7 separate regions of the Mus musculus genome follow, and regions 2, 3, 4, 5, 6 and 7 are each linked to region 1. The links are chromatin contacts, called in public Hi-C and targeted proximity ligation maps. All regions are on one chromosome and are shown on one strand. The core of a region is the stretch at or near the end of the contact, and the rest is flanking DNA. Distances in the headings are between cores, read along the strand shown. Region 1 holds the start of Tle4 (transducin-like enhancer of split 4). Region 2 has its middle 130 kb from the start of Gm8630. Region 3 has its middle 69 kb from the start of Gm31331. Region 4 has its middle 27 kb from the start of Gm31331. Region 5 overlaps Gm31331 (a long non-coding RNA gene). Region 6 has its middle 290 kb from the start of Gm46645. Region 7 has its middle 370 kb from the start of Gm46645.

Evidence for each region. A called contact is a pair of places that touch in the nucleus more often than the background predicts.
Region 2: a contact with region 1 is called in a targeted proximity ligation map of embryonic basal ganglia, with 2.3 times the contacts expected there. A contact is called at or near these places in 1 of 39 promoter capture datasets (hippocampal neurons), 3 of 484 Hi-C or Micro-C datasets (cerebellum, cerebral cortex and cortical neurons) and 6 of 130 datasets of targeted methods (the 230-238 cell line, embryonic basal ganglia, embryonic forebrain and 3 more).
Region 3: a contact with region 1 is called in a targeted proximity ligation map of embryonic basal ganglia, with 3 times the contacts expected there. A contact is called at or near these places in 1 of 39 promoter capture datasets (hippocampal neurons), 2 of 484 Hi-C or Micro-C datasets (3T3-L1-derived adipocytes and cardiomyocytes) and 3 of 130 datasets of targeted methods (embryonic basal ganglia, embryonic forebrain and large pre-B cells).
Region 4: a Hi-C map of the N1E-115 cell line shows a contact between it and region 1, with 5 times the contacts expected there. A contact is called at or near these places in 2 of 484 Hi-C or Micro-C datasets (the N1E-115 cell line and myocytes), 4 of 130 datasets of targeted methods (craniofacial prominence, embryonic hindbrain, embryonic midbrain and 1 more) and 2 of 9 other capture datasets (embryonic tail and embryonic trunk).
Region 5: a contact with region 1 is called in a targeted proximity ligation map of kidney, with 4 times the contacts expected there. A contact is called at or near these places in 2 of 484 Hi-C or Micro-C datasets (embryonic fibroblasts and olfactory sensory neurons) and 12 of 130 datasets of targeted methods (the 230-238 cell line, craniofacial prominence, embryonic basal ganglia and 8 more).
Region 6: a contact with region 1 is called in a targeted proximity ligation map of forebrain, with 8 times the contacts expected there. A contact is called at or near these places in 3 of 39 promoter capture datasets (the SN4741 cell line, embryonic stem cells and neural stem cells), 4 of 484 Hi-C or Micro-C datasets (cerebellar granule neurons, forebrain, ganglionic eminence and 1 more), 12 of 130 datasets of targeted methods (SST interneurons, acute myeloid leukemia, craniofacial prominence and 9 more) and 1 of 9 other capture datasets (embryonic stem cells).
Region 7: a contact with region 1 is called in a targeted proximity ligation map of craniofacial prominence, with 4 times the contacts expected there. A contact is called at or near these places in 2 of 484 Hi-C or Micro-C datasets (cranial neural crest and nephron progenitors) and 6 of 130 datasets of targeted methods (craniofacial prominence, embryonic hindbrain, embryonic midbrain and 1 more).

What each region holds. Positions count from the first base shown.
Region 1 is chr19:14,596,708-14,599,514 of GRCm38.p6, forward strand. Tle4 (transducin-like enhancer of split 4) reads right to left here and starts at 1,476. Exons shown (of 20, transcript NM_011600.3): 1 at 661-1,476; 2 at 50-147. The coding sequence starts at 705.
Region 2 is chr19:14,300,006-14,302,705 of GRCm38.p6, forward strand. No RefSeq gene overlaps it. Among named protein-coding and RNA genes, the nearest start is that of Gm8630, 130 kb to the right of the region's middle.
Region 3 is chr19:14,164,589-14,167,441 of GRCm38.p6, forward strand. No RefSeq gene overlaps it. Among named protein-coding and RNA genes, the nearest start is that of Gm31331, 69 kb to the left of the region's middle.
Region 4 is chr19:14,122,384-14,125,199 of GRCm38.p6, forward strand. No RefSeq gene overlaps it. Among named protein-coding and RNA genes, the nearest start is that of Gm31331, 27 kb to the left of the region's middle.
Region 5 is chr19:14,087,926-14,090,800 of GRCm38.p6, forward strand. It overlaps Gm31331 (a long non-coding RNA gene), which reads right to left. Exons shown (of 3, transcript XR_386562.3): 3 at 2,316-2,812. Among named protein-coding and RNA genes, the nearest start is that of Gm31331, 7.4 kb to the right of the region's middle.
Region 6 is chr19:15,052,364-15,055,063 of GRCm38.p6, forward strand. No RefSeq gene overlaps it. Among named protein-coding and RNA genes, the nearest start is that of Gm46645, 290 kb to the right of the region's middle.
Region 7 is chr19:14,968,697-14,971,585 of GRCm38.p6, forward strand. No RefSeq gene overlaps it. Among named protein-coding and RNA genes, the nearest start is that of Gm46645, 370 kb to the right of the region's middle.

The DNA.
Region 1 (2,807 bases), core at 226-2,725:
AGACAAGAGCTAAGCAAACAGAAGGATCAGCTAAAGTCAATATCGTTACCTGTGGTATTGAGCCTGTAAAAACTGAAACTCTTCCTTAATCCGATCACAGGATTCTGAAATTGTAAATTTGAAGGGTTGAGCAGGCTGATGCGGTGCCTAAAGAACAACAATAAAATATTTAATTAGCCCACATCGCAGGTGGGGGGTGGACAGCCCGCGGTCCGAGACGTGGGGGGGTTGGTCGCGCCGCTCCCGCCTCTCGCTCGCCTGCTGGGGTCCCGGTGCCTCCGGGCGGCCTCCCTCGGCTCAGCTTCTCAGCCTGGCTTCCGCCTCCCCCCGTCACCCCCCAAACCCCCGAGCCCCCGGCCCGGCTCTCCCATCCCTCCCTACCCGGAATCGAAAGTGGCCCGTCGGAGGCAGCCGCGCCATGGCGTCGAGCGGCCGTCAGCTAGCAGAGCGAGTCCGGCCTGTGGCCGCCGGCGCCCTCCACCCCGCAGACTCGCGCCGCCCGGCTCGCCCCCCTCGGGAGAGCCGCGCGGGCGGAGAGCGGCGGCGCGCTGCTTCCCGGGGCTTCAGAGACAACAATAAGAAAATGGCTACAAGTCGGTCGCCTCCCGCACCCTCGGAGCGGCCGGCCGCGGACAGGGCTGCGGGCGCGGCGCCACTCACCGGGTGGCGCGTCTGCGGGTACATCTTGCTCAGGTCGCGAATCATCCACGCCGCTTTAGTTGGCTGCGCCAGGCAGAGGCGCGCGGCTCATCCGCTTCGAGGGCCCCGCGGCGGCGTCCCGGGCCTGCGGGTCTCGCGTGACGCGGGCGGCAGGCAGGCGCGGCGGCTGGGCGCGGGCGGCCGGCTCCGCATTCCCCGCGGGCGTCACTGAGGGCGGCGGGCACCGTCCGTCCTGCGCCCGCCGAGCCCCGCGCCCGCCGAGCGCCGCCCGCCTGCTCGCGCCCCACTCCAAACTTTTTTTATTTGTCTTTTAATTGGCTGCTATTCCTCGGAATGAATGGTCGCTTCTTCCCTGAGAGCGAGCGCAAACTCCTTTGGTTCGGAAGAGGTCTCGCGGCGCTTGGGGGTTCTCTGGAGATTTTTTTTCACTTCACAGCAACGATCTTTTAAAAGGCACCTTTTAGCTTCTTTTACCACATTTCATTTCCTTTTCTTCCTTCCTGTTTTTTTAGCCCCAAATTGAAGGGGATTATAAAAATAAAAGAGCGAAACGCTTGCGGCTTTTTAAAATTCTCTTTCAAACTCTGCGAACACCACCTCAAAATAATACACGAGTGTGTAAGAGGGGGAAGAAGGCAGCCAACAGCCGAACGCCCGCTCGGAACAGCTCTAACAACGCGCTCTGTGTAGGTGACTTCTTTGACCAAATTTAGCAGCAGCTAATCATTAACATTCTGATACATATTCACGACCATCCGCGGAGGGCCCAAGGAGCATCCCGGGAGATGTAGTCCTCGCGCGGCTACTGTGGCCAAGGATGCCTCCAGATTGACTACAGTCTCCGGCTAGCCCCGCGCGCTCTCCGCGGCGCTCTCCAGGAGCCCCGCCCTCCCGCGGCGCGAGGGCGCCGCATCAACCAATCGGAGATGGCTGAACATTAATCGCGGTTCTGTGTTACTGCCCATCATTTCACCGCTGACAAATGGCAAGCCAGGAGGGCGGGGCCGGGCAGGCTAGGCCCACGTGGGGACAGGGCGTGGCGTGGAGCTCCGACCAATAACTGCAAAGAATTGGTGCTGGCGGAGGCGGGGCGCAGCGGCCCGCCCGGGGCGGAGCCTCGCCCTGGCCGCTGTTCCCTAGTGCGAGCGTTCGAACCGCGGAAACATTTGTTCAGCTGTCAATCAAAGTAACGTGGGGTGGCGAGCCGCGGCGGCTGCTGTCGCTGCTGCACTGGCTGCATCTTTAGAAGCAGGTTTCGGCGGCGATGGCGGTGAGACTGCAGGCCGGTCCGAAGACGCCCTCCGAGGCTCATCTCCCGTTCGACGCGGAGCCCAGGCCTGGCGACCGCGCGGGGGTGCGCACTAATTAGGGCCCGATGTCTCCGTAAAGAGACAAGCTCGGCCTTGTGCAACGCGCCGAAACCCCTGTTGAGACAAGAGAGGGAGGATCGCGCTGATCCCACTCCGTGCGGTTCACATCCATTTTACGCGCTGCTGGAGCCGGCATAATTTTCCGCGTGAGCGCGGACGCCGTCGGCCCGGTTTAGAGCCGCAGCCGGGAGGCGTGCACTGGGCCGGTCCCAGAGCTTCCCGGCCGGCAGACTCTTGACATTCCCTTTCTTTAGAGGCACCAGTCAACTTACTCCGGGGTTGAAAGAGGGTCCGAGTGTGGACCGTCGGGCCTTGGGCTTGTGATGGCCTACGGAAGAGGGTCAGAACCCGGGAGTGGCAGCCCGCCCGAGGCAGTTTTGAGACTTGGCGGGTGTTGGGAGCCTTAAGGCTGAGCTAAGGAACCTCTGACCCCTGGGCAATCAAAAGAATTCGGAAAAAGTCAAGCAGGATTGTAGCCAAGGCTGCTGTGTTTGGGACATTCATTTCTGAGTCCCACCTTAACTCGAAGTGCAGGCTAATACGGTGCTGTTGGTTCAACAAATGTGGGAAAAACGTTTTTCCTAATGATAGCGCTTTCCACGACAGAGGAACCGGTAGCTTAATGCCCAATTCAAGGCGTTCTGTGGGCCTCACTAGTACTGGCCACTGAGGACACCGAGGCAAAGAAAGACTGCAGTAGTCTTGCTAAAAATCCAGAACTGAGGCTCATACAATGCCTCCGTTCTGTAAATTTAATTTCCAAAATAAGAGGATGGA
Region 2 (2,700 bases), core at 131-2,630, 300 kb before region 1:
CCTTCCTTTGAAAGCTCGGGAGGTGTCTGTTTCTTGGCTTATCAAGATCCTGTACACTGACTCCATTCTTTGATTCATGATCCCTTCCATCTCCAAAGGCAGCTGCCACATCCCCTTATGCTCTGTTTCTGTCCTCTGCTTCTGACTGAGTCTTCATCTCTCCTCTTTTGTTCTAAGAACCCTTATACTACATTAGAACCATATGAATAACTCAGATAATCTGCCCATTTCAGAACTCCTAATTACATTTGCAAGGTCCCACTTGCCATATAAGGTAACATATTCACAAGAGCTGATCATTAGGGTTTGGACATCATTGAGAGCACATCCTTGGGAACTGTATCCTCCAAAGGAAACACCCTTCTACTCTGTCATCCCTTAACACAAATGTGTTATGTTTACCAGTTATCTGGCCCCTAATTATATTTCCTCCCTATATCTAAGTTAACCATCTCCTTAAGCTTAGTAAGACAGCCACTCACAAGTCATGGGGGTTGCAGACAGTCTCCCACATTCCACATTTTCAACATTCTGGAGGGGAACACTGAGATGTGTTTTGCAGAAATGTGCCCACGCACCTCCCCTCAATTTTTTGACAGACAGCCACACCTGTGTGCCCAAACACGGTTCCCAATTACAGAGTTCAGCCCAGATTTGAAAAGATGTACATCAACACCTCCTTTCTCAGGGCAGAGCACATCTGATTATCCTCAGTGGCAAGAAATGTGAAATTTTAAGCACTGTACCATGTCTAAATATGACAGGGGCATTTGTGCCCTTTCTCCATGATCATTGTCATCTCTTGTCAGGTGACATTGTTCTCAGAAAGCACCATTCCCATACTACAAAAATAAGAGTAAAATGTTATAGAAAGTCCAGAGGATCAATGTGGAAGTCTGATTCTCTCAAGCACAGTACTTAACTATAGGCCATGACTGGAATTTATTAACTTGCTAAAATTGATATGAGGTCTTCAGCCATTGTATAGTGACTGTTGTTTAATTATCCAGATCTAAAGAGTGTCTTTGGCTGATTTGTGATTCTTCCAGCTCTGTAGTTCTCTGTTCAGTCACAGCACAGGTCATTGAACACCCACTGGAAAGTGTCCTTCAGAAGTATGTGAAGGGCCCACCTGCATGAGCCTGGTCCATGCTACATTCAAAGAATATGTGACTGCTGGTTCAGTACCAAGAATCCACTCTGGGTGGGCAAGGAAGGCCTCAGAAATACAAGCAAATGCCAAAGAGAAGCCGGTGATTTTATTCCAATTACACTCAGTGCCATGATGTCACAGCATAAATTTGTACTTTTGCATGCAGCTCATGCTGGTGTGATGACAGCTCTTAAAATGTTGAGTGATTGTGGACCCGTCAGCATAAAATTATTCTAACATGGTGCCGTTATTAGTGCTTCAATAAATGCCATTCTTCTTGTGTTCTGAGGTGGCATTTGCAAATGAGCTAATTTCTCTGCAGTAAAATAATTGTGTTGCATTTATTTTGTGGGGGAAAAAACAGTGCTATTACATAAAGGGGGCTCTTTTTCCATCAAAACCACATACGCTGTAGTTAGTCAAGTTTAAAAAAGAATGCATTAACTAAATGACTAGGTAATTATTTAAATGAACTCGCTGCTTTAAAAAGCTGTGGATGGGATAAACACCTTTAAAAAATCCCTTGTTATTACAAAAAGATGTGGCAAATTAGTCACAGGGGCATCCATGCACCAAGTCATGGTGGGGGCTGTTTGCTGATTGGTGACAGACATTTTCAGGGTTCATTACGAGTCTCTGCATGCTATTCCCACTTCATTCTCTGTAAAGGGTAGTCTGAGAAAGGAGGACAGAGGATATTACATGAGTGTTGTCCTTTTTATTTTCCTGTTTGGATACTTTGCCCTGGAACTCCAGAATTCTCTTAGAAGTTCCAAGTTCAAAGTCCCACTCACACAACGACCTGTCTGTACCTCTGGCTGTGATAACCAAGTAAGGAGCTTCATGTTCCTTTAAGTCTCCTGATGCCACACAGACTCCTCAGCACCTAGTAGGTTACATCAGAATGAAAAAGAAGTAAGCTATCTGCCTCTGGTGTTTACTGAATACTACACTGTTTAGTTACATTCTCCTAGTGACAAAGAGAGGGAATGGAAGAGGGAGATGGGGGTGGGGAGGGGGAGACTAAATTAGTTGATGCTAAAGATGGTCAATGGGAAAATATTTTTTCAAGTGTGCTGAAAACCCTAGGTTTTGTGCAGGCCAGGGGGAAATACAGGTGGATTTCCTGATATTTGCAGTCGTAAGACATGGTAAGCTGTAGACTCTCCTCATTTTCTCCAGTCTGTGAAGATCTCCATGGTTTTCCTCCCTTAGATATTGTCCAGCTTTTGTTAAGTTCTATCAAAACCACGGATACAAAACACAACAAATATCCTAAAGGTTCTTTAAAGGAAAGCAACAAATTATGAAAACCGATGTTAAAACAAGATGAAGCCCAACTAGAACCAAAATGTCGGGGCTTCCATGGGTTCAAACAGGAGGTTCCATGTGCACTAGAAGCAAGCTTCCTCCTCCACCACTCCAAGACATGGGTGCCACAGAAGAAACCCTCAGGCTGCTCAGGCCAGTGAGGGTAGAGCACACTTTTATCGATAGATCTGGTCCAGGAACTGGTGCAAATTTGGTTCAAGTCCATCCCTGCAATC
Region 3 (2,853 bases), core at 118-2,617, 430 kb before region 1:
AGTTAATGTCTAGGAAGAACATTGATACATAACTAAAAGTTAATGAACAGTTATTTTGGACTAGAGTGTGGGGCGCCAGCTTCTACATTAAAGACTAGGTTTTGTCAGTGATCTCTGATGTAAAAAATTTGGAGCTTTGCAGAGCATTAGAAAGCATCGGATGCCATGATGGCATCTGATAAGAGGAGTGAGTGTGGGGACAATACAGAAAATTGGCTAAGGAAGGACTGCTTTACAGGACAAGTCAAGACTACAGCTCTGATTGAGATAAAACATTTTAAGGTAGAATGAAGATCAGAGTTAGCTTGCTGTTCAGAGTTAGAGAGAATGAAAGCTTCAAGAGGATTCTTCTAAACCTTATAATCTAAAGTGTTGAAATATCTTGGCCTGAAAGAACTCATCTTAGTGAGTGAGGTTACTGCCCAGGTTTCTATATACAGATTATTGAAAACTAACTGAAGTAATTGTCCCTGGAATGAATAAAGGCAATGAGACTGAGGATGGATTCAGTTTTATCTGTAGTATTTTGTTTTTTCTTATTTTAAAATAATTTGAATAAAATGTCAAAATTGTTAGATCTGCATAGGTTTATCTCAGATTTCTTGCAGGCAAGGAATAAATTTTTGAAGTAGTTACATTTCGAGAACACACCAGTTTATTTCAAGCCAACTTGCTGTCACATATTCTCTAAATTTGTGTTTCTTTGATTTGTGGCATTATATAGGCATATTTTAGTAAAGTATTGGCATATTTACTTAATGTACAACATTTTGAAATTATGCATTTTTATTCAATTTAAGGTTCCATATAATAAGAAACTTTTATGGTCAAATTTTGATCAGTAGTATTACTGTACAACAACACAATAAAAAAACAAAAAACACAAACAAGCAAACAAAAACAAGACCATGAATTAGAAAGAGAACAAGGAGGGGTATATGGGAGGATTTGGGTAGAGAAAAGGAAAGGTGTAAATATTGTAATTATATTATAATCTCAAAACAAAACAAAAACAAAAACAAACACAAAAAAAGGTTGTAATTTTACTCGATAATACAGACAAGGCTTTGAGGCCAATTAGGAATGATCTCACTCACTCATAGAGTGGAAAGATGTCTCTGTCCAAATTCTGGAGGACTATGTAAATTATGAGCACAGGCAAAATGGCCCATGTGAATACTAGTCAAAAGGCGAAGAAACTTCTCACCAAAACAATGCCATCTGGGAAAACAGAGCAAACCCTTAGGATGATTGAGTCCTGTCCATCTGTTCCCCCCTTTTGCCTGACATCTCATGGAGGCCGCTCTTTGTTTCTTCCCTTGGAGATCATGCAGGAATCAACTGCCAAGCATGCCTTACACCTCCATGCCATCTAATTATAGCCTGAGACACTCCAGAGTGCTGACAGTGCTGAGCTATTGACTCTTGACACTCTCTAAAGCTCTTAATTATCTTTTCACATAAGCCCCTTTCAGACCTGTCAACTTCTTTGTATTGTTTATGAAGAGAAAAAAAAAAGCATAGGAAGATTTCAGGACTGTGCAGTAGGAACAAGCTTGCAGTTACCTCTGAGAGCACCCCTGTCTGTGTTCACACATAAACAAGCAAGAGGCATGCAACACAGATGCAGGGACTATTTGGCAGTACGAGTTAGTAGACTTGGGTGAAGTGAAATAAAGATAAATTTTAATCAGCATGGCTTTGAAATCATTCTTAACCTTCGCTTCACTCAAATGTGTATTATACATATATGCACACTCAAGTGTATGGTACATTCATACGTACACACATTAAACCTGTAAACAATGACCAAAATAGCTGGTAGAATTTTATTCAAACCTCAGTTCTTAAACTTTTAAAAATGTATTTCCCATCATTATTGTATGTATATATATATATGATGTGCATGTGTGAGAATTTGTGTGGGGATCAAAGGACAACTTTGTGTAGTCATTTCACTCCTTCCACCTTTATCTGGGTTCCAGAAATTAAACAAGCCCATGAGGCTTGTACACTGAGCCATCTCACTGGCTGGCAAACCTCAGTTTTGAACTCATTATGTGATTAAGCAAGTTAAAGGAATTTTTTTCTTTGCTGATGTGAGTAGTTAAAAGTCAAGTTAAATGGACTTCCCACACCTTCTACCACGCCAGGCCTTTGATTCTAATTTCAGTCTTTTCCTCCTTTGTTCTTGTATGCATCTCCACCCTGTTGAAACACACAAGCAAATAGAATCAAATCTGATACCGAAATGAACAGCACAGATTGTTAAACCTTTCTTATTAAACAGTGAGGAGGCTCAGCAAATGTGCAGGAACACACATCCCAAATGCTAAGGCATAGAAGGAAAGTGAGAACAGGAAAGAAAAATCAGTCCATGATCAAAGCAACACTCAGCATTTAAAACTCAGGCTCACGCTCCTTTGAATTGTAGGATAGATTTAATTCAGATTGTGGTTTTAGTTTCATTTACCAGAGATGATGAAAAACAAAACAAAACAAAACAAAAAACCTAAAACAGAGCAAGAAGCCTTATCCAAATTAACAATGATAGTGATAAACCCAAGAATAAAATCCAGGTCCCTTTGATAGTCAAAGCCCTCTATACAATAACAGCACTAAATAAAGTGAAGCGTGCCATGTAGATGGAGCTCAGGACAGAGCTCAGTGTCTCACTGTGTCCTACTGAACATACCATCACTGTCCCAGGGCATCAGGTTTTAGTCAATAAGTTTAGCAGGGTGGCACATAGCTCATAAGCTTGCTGTGAAGTCCAAATGTGGAAATCCAAGCAAAGCATATACAACACTGAATATACAACACTGGCTTCTGCGATTTTGAGCCTTAACTGCT
Region 4 (2,816 bases), core at 203-2,702, 470 kb before region 1:
TTTAGATTTTTTTATTCAAATTTTTAACTTCTCTACTTCTAAGAAGGCTCTTTTAATAGAACAGCAAATAAACTGAGAAGCTGGACAGAGAATGGTATGGTCTTAGCATAAGGTCAGTAACTTCATTACTAAGGGCTCCATCCCACTTCCTGAAGGTTCCTTTGCCTTACACCATCAGACTAGAAGTTAGAATATATATATATATATATATATATATATATATATATATATATATATATATATATATATTCAAACCATTACATTGGAAACTGTGATCAAATGAACAGTACATGTATCTGCTTAATCGTGAAGCGGCACAGCAGTTGTTTCCATCACAGTTGTGGACCAGCCACTAAGAGTATTTTCAGAGTAAACTACACAAACTCATCTAACTAACATAGTCAAGTGTTTACCATATAGTCACAATCTCTGTGCTATAAGAAAGAGGGGACAAGGAAGCTCTGAAGAAGCCTCTTCGAGGCATCTCACCAACGACCAGGCTGAATTTATCAAGAGACTGAAACAATAAAATATGAAAACAGCATCTTAGCAGTTACCACCTTGTGTAATAATTTTTATTACTGTTTCTTCTTTGTTCTCTGGTTCCCAACAGCATCAGGATAGCTACTCTAGACTTCTATGAGGGCAGGGAATATATTTGCTATTGCAATCCCAGCAACTAGCACATTGTGGTTGCCATATTGAAATGTATTATCAATGAAGAAATATTCTGACATCCTTTGCAGAAAAAAAAAATCTCCATATGAAATGGAGGCACCTCCTTACACATGGTCTTCTGTGATCTAGCATACACAGCTATAAACTCTGTCACTTTTGTACAGACCTCTTACACAATACCCAGACCCACATATTCTCTTACACTCAATTCTCCATGACCAAGTTCAACTGTATCTTTAAAAGGCTCCCATGCTAGCAGACAGTGGCAATTTTCCTCTTTACTCAGACATGCTTCCATTCATGCCTAGGACCCAGAGTTTAGAGTCTCCAGGGGCCATTAATGGAAGGGACAATAAACTTGGGATGCGTCATGTCATCTTTACAACCCACAGAAGCACAAAGCACAGGATTGGTTTCACTTTCTGACGTCAAGGAATTAAAATGATAGAAGACTTGACAAGTATACTGAATGATTTAACCCCCTTTCCACTCTTCCTGTCTTGACAGTACTCACAGCATCACATAAGGAAGAATGGAGGGAAAGAGAGCACAAAAAGGAAAGAAGTGGAAAAGAGAGGAGAGAGAGAGAGAGAGAGAGAGAGAGAGAGAGAGAGAGAGAGAGCCGGGAGAGAGAAAGAGAGAGAGAGAGAACCCTGCTATCCAATACCCATAAAAATTTGTTTTTAATTCCCTGGCTCTCACAGATAGAGGATTCTGCTAGCATTTAAGATAAGATTAGCTGGTGGTGTGCTATCAGCACCTCCACATTTCCCTGCAGGGATTCCTCCTGACAGGCAGAGGCTGGAGGCATGTCTCAGGATTAACACGAGCTAATGATTATACACTAAAGCTTTGGAAATGTCCGACTAATAGGATTAAGCAATAGCAGATGCAGGTCCCCGTTCAGGTTAAAAATGCACTTTTTACATTACAAAGTCAGACAGATCCCTTTGAACATGCAATGAATATGGATGTTTTCAATTATCACAGTCTTCCAGGGCTATACGATATGGTAAATTAATCCCTTTAGAACATCGGAAACAGGACAAAATAGCCTTCTTGAGGCTGAAATCCCTCGTTTTAGATTTTCCTTCATGGGGATAAGCAGCGGTGCACCTCACATAATTAATCTTATTACAAACAGAGAGAAAGGGGAAGTGGGGAAAAAAGTGTATAAAATTTGTTTAAATATTTGAGAAACTTAGAAAAAAAGGCACTTTGAAATCAACATCTCTTAATTAATTTCCAAGCAGTCAAACATGCAAACAGAAGGCACAGCAAGCTGTTGGGTGTGTTGGGAGGGATTTTATTTCTGTGTGCCTCAGGTGTTAGTGTGACAGGGAAAAGGGGAAAAATTAAGGTCAGTTAGAAAAAAAAATGAACATGATAATAACTGCCAGTACAAAGCGCAACTCCCAAGACACGGGAGTGAATATGAAACCTGAGTGGAGAGGAGAAGCAGAGGGCAAACGGGGAAATGAATCCTTTGCAGCAGGACACTGGATAAAGCTATCACCTTCTGGAACAGCTCCTCACTAAACTGCCATTGATGTAATTAGAGGGACTTGGATGTGCCAAAATTTCACTCACTTTGACTCACTTAGGAGTGACTAGGGGGAGAAAGCCTCAGAACCATGCAGCCAGCCCGGCAATGGTAAGAGACCCAAACTACAGCAAAGCAGGCCAAGTAGCGTTGGTTTGAACCTTTGTAGAGTTTAAAGTCAAAGATCTTTCTTACTGGTCTGAGCAATGGTGTTGTGCCTCAGGAACAAGAATTTGAATCACTCCGCACAACCCAAGATAGCTCTTCGTGTCACAAGTCCGACCAGGTGGGAAATTTCATCAGCAAAAAGGAATCACAGTTGATTTTTTGTTTGTTTGGTTTTTATTTTGTTTTGTTTTGTTTTTCTTTGCTTTAAAGAAAGATGAAAAGGTAAAAGAAAAGAGCAGTTCATGCTGGCTTTCGTCCTGGATACAACTCTTTGAGGCTTTGTTTTCTTTCTATTCCTCGTATGCTTCCTCCCCACGCTAATGAACGGCATAAACAGAACTAGAGTGAAACACTGAAGATGAAACAAGCATATGGTGACCTAAGTATAAGAACAGTGTGATGGAACTGTGGGTTTGCATGGCTATGG
Region 5 (2,875 bases), core at 281-2,780, 510 kb before region 1:
AGAAATAGCTGTTATGCCATGAACCAACAGAATACACAGTAAGGAGAAAATGAGCTGGAGGAAGAGTGAAATATTTTGAACCAATTATTTTAAAAAGAAGAAAAAGTGCTCTTCTCAATAATAGAACTTTCTACACATGAGGTATTATTTCCCATATGTTGGCCCACTTTAATTAAAAAGAGTTTTTCTTCCAGTACAGCTGGCTCCTTCAAAATCTCTGCTCTGACCATTCCTTGGAGATCCCCATTCTTCACACTGGTATCTAATTCTCTGTATGGCTCTGATGCCCTTCTTTAATAATTGTGTTCTGCAGGCTGTTTTCTAGCCTGCAGCATTTTCTCTGAAACTAAGTGAACTTGTAACAATATGAGATAAAGCTTCTCCTCTTTTTATCTTTACTTCCTTTACTCTGGCCAAAAAAATCTTGTTTACTCCTAGGGGCTACAAGAAATTATCCTTTTCTGCTGTTTGTAGGAGAAACCGCATGTGTGCACTGTGTAACTGTAAGCAGTTCAACATGTCATTTCTCTAGTAAAAGGTCCATTTGACCTAACTATAGACACTCGGAACACGATTCCAAGTTCTCCCATTACAGTATGTGTCCAGCTTCAGCCACCCAATTTCACCGATGTGAACCTTACACAACATGTTATCCAAGTCCATGACAGCCTTTTCCTCTCCACTATGAATGTTTTTAAATATCTGCAAGATGTCAAGCAGTTAGTCTGCCTGATATAGCGTGAGCGCTCTCTCCTTTGAGTGATTTGTAGCAGTTTCCTCAAGGTGATTCCATTCCATATTACATCTCCAGATAGTTCAACAGATTCGGAAACACTTGGGCCTTTCTTTGATTTTGCATTAAAACATCTACTCTCAGCTCAAACTTTCACATCACAGCTTCTCTGGGCCCTGTGTTCAAGGCAAATCTGAGCTTTGTGAGCATTAATACAGAGGTGGAAAAGAAACCCACTCCTTGCATGCCGAGATTTGGTAAAGGAAAGGGATTCTTCAAAGTAAGGCAGCATGCTCCACCAGAACAAATTATGTTCAATATCATAATTGGCTTTCTGTCTCCTCTTCTCCTACCTCCTGCATGGCTTATGACCATAGCTGTTTTAGAGTTATTTATATTTTTAATCATAAATGTCTTCTGTCTGTCATAGTAAATGCCAAAATGATGGTACAGTTGTAAAGTCTAAGTGTTTGGAATAATAAATATTCTTTATAACTGAGAACCTTTCAGGATGACCCAAGATCACCCACCTCCACAGTACCTTATGGCAAAACATGAACACTGGATATTGAAAACTGGAGAAATAGAACTCTGGACCTATTTCTCACTTTCTAACCTGTCTTTATTTGCCTCACACCCGATCCACTGCAAGTCTTGCAATCTAGGTGTTTCAAACTTCCCCCAATAAAAGGCAGACAGACCTTTGTCCCACTGTAATAAGAAACAGTTCAAACTCTACTGAAAATTATCATCTCCACTAGGCAACTGTGGAAGTGTGGGAGGTTTTAGTACTCTTCAGTCCACACTAAGACTCCAGAGCCCCACAGAGACAACGTGATATTGAGTGATGACAGATCAGTAAACAGTCTACCCTGCCAATAGAAAAGGGAAGGAAAAAAAGGGAAAGAACTGTCAGTTAATTTCAAAGGAGATTTCTTTTACTGTCTACTTTTGAATATGTGACCTCTTACCTATTCTAGTAGACTAGTAACTAAACTGTGTTTCTCCTTCTAGCAAAGTTTTCATATTAAGAGTTAATATTTACCTTTAATACAGAGAAACATTTTTTTACTGCATATCCTTTAAAACTTTAGGAATTTCAGAAATGTTATTCCCATACTACAACACCTGGCAATACTTTCTCTTGTACATTTTTCAATGTTTAGGGAAACTTAGAGCTTTTAAATTGTTTGTTCTGACATTCACCAATGTCAGAAAAATGCACATTCTCACAAAATCTTAGCATATTACATGTAAAATGAGCTAATAATAAATTACCTGATATAATTATGAGATCGAAGGAGATAATCCATGGGAAATCTAGGCAAACATTTTAGTGCTGTTATATTAATTAGTGTGTTTAATATCACAAGTGACATGGAAATTTAAAGCAGTTATGATAGTAATTCTGGCTTTTAAATGGTCGCCAGTGGGTGTTATAGATGAAGGCATACCTAAATACAGTATGCATTATTATGGAATAACAAGATTTTTCCTAAGGAGACAAAACAATCATGTCTACTCACTCCAAATAAGGAACCCATGACAGACAAAATGATGAATACAACCAAAGTCCAAATTAATGAACCATGAATTTTACTGTGGTTGCTTACAAGAGCAGAAGTTACTCAAAGACAGCTACATCGCCAGAGTTTTAACCCAGCACGTGCGATAGTTCATAAAAGCAAGAAACATGAAGCACTCTGCCTACAGGCAGCTCAAGAGATGGAGAGTAGCCTTTCCAGGTGGCTCAGTTGATCCATCCCTATTCCAGGCAGCTTTGTTGGTGTCTGCTTCTCTCAGGTTGTTTGGCTCATTTAAGCTTCTTCCAGGCTGCTGCTCTGTTCTTAAGAGTTTTCTTTGCACTTGTCTTGTCTGACAATCTTTCTCAGCAGTCTTTCCTGCTTACTCTGAGAGGGAAGGGGCCTAGTGAATCTTGTTAGTTTCAGGTACTTCCTGAAGATATTTTGAGTTGCTTGTCTTCTATCTTAATGAGCTCCCCTGGGACTTGAGCTGTTTCAATGGACGGAAAACTGCTACTTACCAAGTTACATCCACCACATATTATCAACCTAAATTCTGGAAGAAAGGAAAGCAGGAAGATATAATGAAAAAAACAAGGAAAGTGGAGACAAAGAAATA
Region 6 (2,700 bases), core at 143-2,642, 460 kb after region 1:
AACTTCTGATGCGACTTGACTTTGGTGCTCTGTAACTCAAGCCAGTTAAGGAACACCCAGAGCTGCCTTGGTAGACTGTGGATGCAGAGCTGGGGTTCAGGGCAGCAGGTGGCTTTTTTTGGCAATTGCTGTAATTCAGGAACCAGCGAGTGACAAGAGGTGACTTCCCCTCATGATATGTGAGAACGCTCTACTTGCTGTTTTATTCTCTGTGTTCCTGATTACCTGGTCAGGGAAGCTGTGCGTGAATCTTTCAGGTGCAGACATTTTAAATAGCTGCATTTTATGCCTCTGATATTAACAAGGTCTACAACAAGATGAAACCCATAGCTCCTTGTTCACAATTATGAGGAGTTTTAATTTCAAGTTGACAACACTGTGGCATTTAATGAAGCATGCGGTCTTTGTGCTAGGAGGCCTCCGTGTGATTGGACAGGTTACATGCTGGTGAAGCTGGCCCCGTGTCTGCACCTCAGGCACACGGATTGCTCTCAGGCTCGGAATCACATGCAGGGGTGTTCTTGTCTTTAGAAAATGTACCCTGCATGATGGTGCACATTTCTGATGATGGCTTATCGTGCCAGACACAAGAGGGAGAAGAGGAACATCATTATAGCTGCATTCAGGGATATTTCAATCGGTGCTGATTGCTACTTCTTCTTAAAGCACAGCAATTTGCTGCGCAGATTCTGTAGTGGCGAGAATAGCACCCACTGCTATTTCCTACCTCTGTCTACCTCCCTCTCCTCCCTGCAACAGTGCTTTCATTCCTTTCCTTCTGTTTTGGATTGGCACATAATGCTTGGGGCAAAAGATTGCCTCCCTTACATTTTTACATCCCTACTTTTATTCTGAAATGAATCTCCGGGCTTCATTTTCTTTTATTGGTCTTCTGTACAATGACAGCTGCCGCACACTGCCCAATTAATTGGTAGAATTTATGAACTCCAGGAACTGACCTCTTTTCTTTGAGCTATAAGGTGTGTGTTGATGTGTGTGTGTGTGTGTGTGTCTTTATGCACATCTCCATCTAAACACATTTTTGTAAGCTGCAAATGAACTAGAACAAAGCCATTTGCTACATAAACACATGGCTTTGCAATTTGCTGAAATTTCCAAAAGTGCAGTGTGCATAAAGCAGGGGGAGGAAAAGAAAAGGAGAAAAAAAAAGAAAGAAAGAAAATGGAAACAAAAGAGACCTTGCAGACCAAATATTTTCTTCTTCAAATAGATTGGAATAGTGGATTCAGATCTCCAGTTTCAAAACAAGTTAAGTAAAAGTGCTTTAAATCCTAAAAGATTCCGTCCATGAATTAGGTCCTGGGTTCTCTCAGAATTGACAACATTTTAACACCAGCTGGCACCAGACATCCTGCACCACACAGCCTTTGATGCCTCTGGATAGCTAAAAAAGAAATTACCCAATTACGATGTAATGGCTCTCCAGCCTTTCCAGGCTAGGAATGAGAGAAGGAGTATTTACAATCACAGCGCACAATAATTTTATCCAGTTACATCAAATCAGCTAGGCTAAGTTAGCCCTGCCCTGTTGAGAGGAGCTGCATATGCATATGAAGACAAGAGAGGGCTGAGGACCAGATGGAACTGAAGGCCAGGGGGGTTTTAGGAGTTCACTGGACCCAGGCTTGGGATGAAGAGCATTGGGGGTGGGGGTGGGTGAAGTGGTGATGTAGTAAGTTTACCCAAGCAGATAAAATACCTGCCCCCAAGAATAATCTATTCACAAAAATAATGTATTTCTAAGGGTCTAGGGCAGAGAACAGGTATTTTCAGGCAAAATTGATACATACTAATTTTAAGAGATCATAATATTTGGGTGGTTCTCAGGCACTTGCTTTTAATCATTTTCATTTCTAGTGTGCTTACCCGAAGAAATCCATTTCTTTTTTTGAAACATGAATTCTTTTTTACGTATATAAAGGCCAAAGGGTTCAGATACCACTGAGTCAGGGCTTTCTGTTTCTCCCAAGACCAGGCATGAGGTGGGTATGAGGGCATGGGGGCTGAAGATTTTCCAGGCCCTTGTGTCTCTCCTATCCTTCCCTCTCTGCCTTACGGGCATCACAAAACTGGGAAGTGCAAGGGAGACTTTCTGCTTTTTCTGCTTGATAAGAACAAGAACAAATATTGATGTGAATGCAAAGCATCCACTAATCCCTGTTCTTCTCCCCTGTTTTCCCATAACCCCCAGCTCCTATTCAGGAAATACCCCTTCCCCCACCCTAAAAGGAGAAAACATGTTTGCCAGGAACTGTCCCTCACTGCAGCAGGGAGTGTGTCTGTGTGCAGGCAGACATCAGGAAGGCAAGGACTCACCAGAGCAGGTGATTCACCAACACAGCCTAAAGGGGGTTTGACCTCTTGGCAGACAAGTTTGCTAGCCTGCATTTTAAAATTCAGATTTTTCTGAATCTTCTCTGGCAAATTAGAAGCCCCGTTAGTCACATGTGACTGTCAGTGGAAGATATACACCAGATTCCAAAGGCTTAATTTGGAAGAGAGACAGATAACAAGAAGTTTAGGTCAATTACAAGTTGACTTCTTAATATTTCAGGTAACTCGGGTAAATAAGATAAGTTTATAAAATTAATTGCATCTGTTGCTTTAAAATGTTTTAATGAGATTATAAGAAAGACTTGCATGGGAAGCAGAGCTTGCATTATTTGCACTGAACAGGAC
Region 7 (2,889 bases), core at 320-2,819, 370 kb after region 1:
CCAACTAGATGACCATTCAATTCAAAAAGGGTTACTGCAGATGAATTAGCAATTATTCTTCCCCCACATCCACAGCAATTTGTTTTTGTCTGATGCCTGCTACCTTCATGCTAAGAAGAGAAAAGGAACTGTCCTTCCTCATGCCATTACTGGGTTCACCTCAGTTGGTGATTGTCTAAGATAGGGTTACTATTACGGTGACAAAAGACCACGACCAAAAGCAACTTGGAGAACAAAGGGTATATTCCACTCAGAGTTCCATATATCATCAAAAGCAGTGAAGGCAAGAACTCAAGCAAGGCAGGAACATGGAGGAGGAGCTGATACAAAGGCCACAGCAGAATGCTGTTTACTGGCTTGCTCTCCCATGGCTTGCTCAGCCTGCTTTCTTCTAGAACCCAGGACAACCAGCTCAAGGGTGGCCTCACTAGCATGGGCAGTATACTCCCACATTGATTGCTAATTAAGAAAATGCCCTACAGGCCTGCCTATAGCCTGATCTTTTGGAGACATTTCCTCAATTGATTCCCGTCCTCTCTGATGACTCTAGTTTGCATCACATTGTCATAAAACTAGCCAACACAGAGGTGGTGGGGTTTTTCAATATTGTTTTATGTAAACCTCAGGACAACCCTAAAATAAAAGCATCATTTCCTACTAACAAGTGAAATTATTGATTTCTAAAAGAAAAACAAATAATCTGATGTATTCATGTTAGTAGTAGAATAACAAAAACACGATATTTAGGCATAGACTATAATGTAGGTAAAGCTGAATTACCTATAGAAAGAATATATAAAAGAGATAGACGGCGATAGATATAATGGCTGATAGATAATAGAAATCAGAGCTGATAGATGAAAGCTGATAAGGATAGATAGATGAATAGATGATAGATTAATAGACAGACAGATATGATACGACAGACAGAAAATATGATATGACATGATATGATATCTGGTAGAATAGCTGGTAGAAGAGTACTGGAGAAATACACAAAGATTCTTACAAGTAGAATTTTGTGTGACCCAAAGTTTGCAGAGCAAAGTTTTGGCCGAGATAGTTATTAAAGAGAAAATTCTTCTGGGTACTCCATCTAGCCTCCTGATTTCCTCTCGTATAAAGGAAGACAACAATAGATGTCTCTCATAACAAATCCCAAGAACTAGGAATGAATACTGTGACACTGAAGAGCTCTTAAAGTGTTGATTCAACACTCTGTGGTCTACTTAGGATCCCCAAACCAATTTGTGACTCATTCAACCCTGAGAGGTAATCTGTTCTGAAGGAGAGAAAGAGGCATTGTAAATCAGGTGGCAATCAATGATTCCAAAGAGAATTGAACATTTTTTTGTTGTTGTTCAAATGAACAGAAGATGTTGGTATGAATGGTGTGTTCACTGGGAATGAATAGACTCAGCCAGAGCTGCTTTCCAGCTGGTGAACAGAATGCAAGTGAATCTTAAAAAAAAAAAAAAAATCAGGTCCAGAGACATCTTGGAGAAGTGTCTTGAGTTAGGTCATCAAGATGTATGAGATCATTTAGATAGAGTTTAAACAACTGTAAAGTAGAACAATATGACCAAAGACTGGCTGAAGACCCCAACTCAAGTACAGAGCCAAGGGCAGCTGGAAGCTCTTAAGCACTAAATGGGAAGGAGAGAGTAATTTTGACATCAAAGGGATCAGCCTGACAAATGAAAATCAAATTGGATAGACTTTAATGCAAACAGCTGGGTGTGATTCGACCTAAAAAGGCAGATTTCCTGGAGTCAGCCAAACATTCATTAGAACCCCACATGCCTCCCAAAGAGAATGTAAATACATATTTTTTAATTTCCAAGTTTCTTGCATCCCACACATTGGAGAACCGATGCAGGCTAGATAAAAGAGGCTTCAGGACAGCCCTGAGGGTGATTTGATGGCCACACTTACTTTATCTCAAACAAATTTTTTTCTATTCTCTTTTCTACATTTTCCTGTCTTACTCTCTCTCATCTCTCCTTTGTAATGTGTGCAGAACATTATGAAGAAATAATATATCTAAATGTGGTGAATAAATTCAAAGAGTCCCCATCCTCTATGCTGACAGCTTTTTTATATTGGAAACATTTCTGTATGAACTAATACTTCTCTATAGCTGACACAAGAGCAATAGACTTTTTGTTCCCTAACATGTGCCTTGCAATTGGCCTGTCTATGGAATGGAATGCAGATAGAATGGATATATATTGGCTGTGGTTTTGACCAGCCAAGGGATGTTGCTTGTCTGCTCATGGACAGATCAGACTCAGGGAAGGGGACAAAGAGAACAATATTTTATTAGCAACCCTTACATTGTTCTTACCGTGGTTCCAGAAATTTCTGTGGTGTTTTCTTTGCTTTGTCATGGTAACTCAGTTGATCAGCATACAAATAAATATCCAGATCAAAGGATCAACATTGCTGCAAAAGGCAAGCCTGTTGCCTTCCTTACCTACTTCATGTACAGCAATAGCTTGGGATTCCTTAAAGACAGAAGCATTTACCCAAGAAGCATTGATGCTGCTAACATTGCTCATTAAGTATCCCCAGAATTTAGCAAAAGATGGGACGTGGAGTAGGCACCAGATACGTATTTGATATGTTAATAAGTGACATGAGCCAGAAATCTGCAAATGGGTTTAGACATGATTAAGTACAGAGGGAGAGATAAGACACTGTCGGATTCATTAAGTCATCATTATCTGTTTAAATTACCTCGTGTTGCAGGATCTGCAGAGCAAATTCAAAGCCCAAAAATCAAAATTCAGGATTAATTTGGGGTTCAAACAAGGCAAAGCAGAATCAAAATCCTCAGGCTTTCCTTCCGAGTATTTGCCTGGTTTCAGGGTCCATGCGAGGATGCCG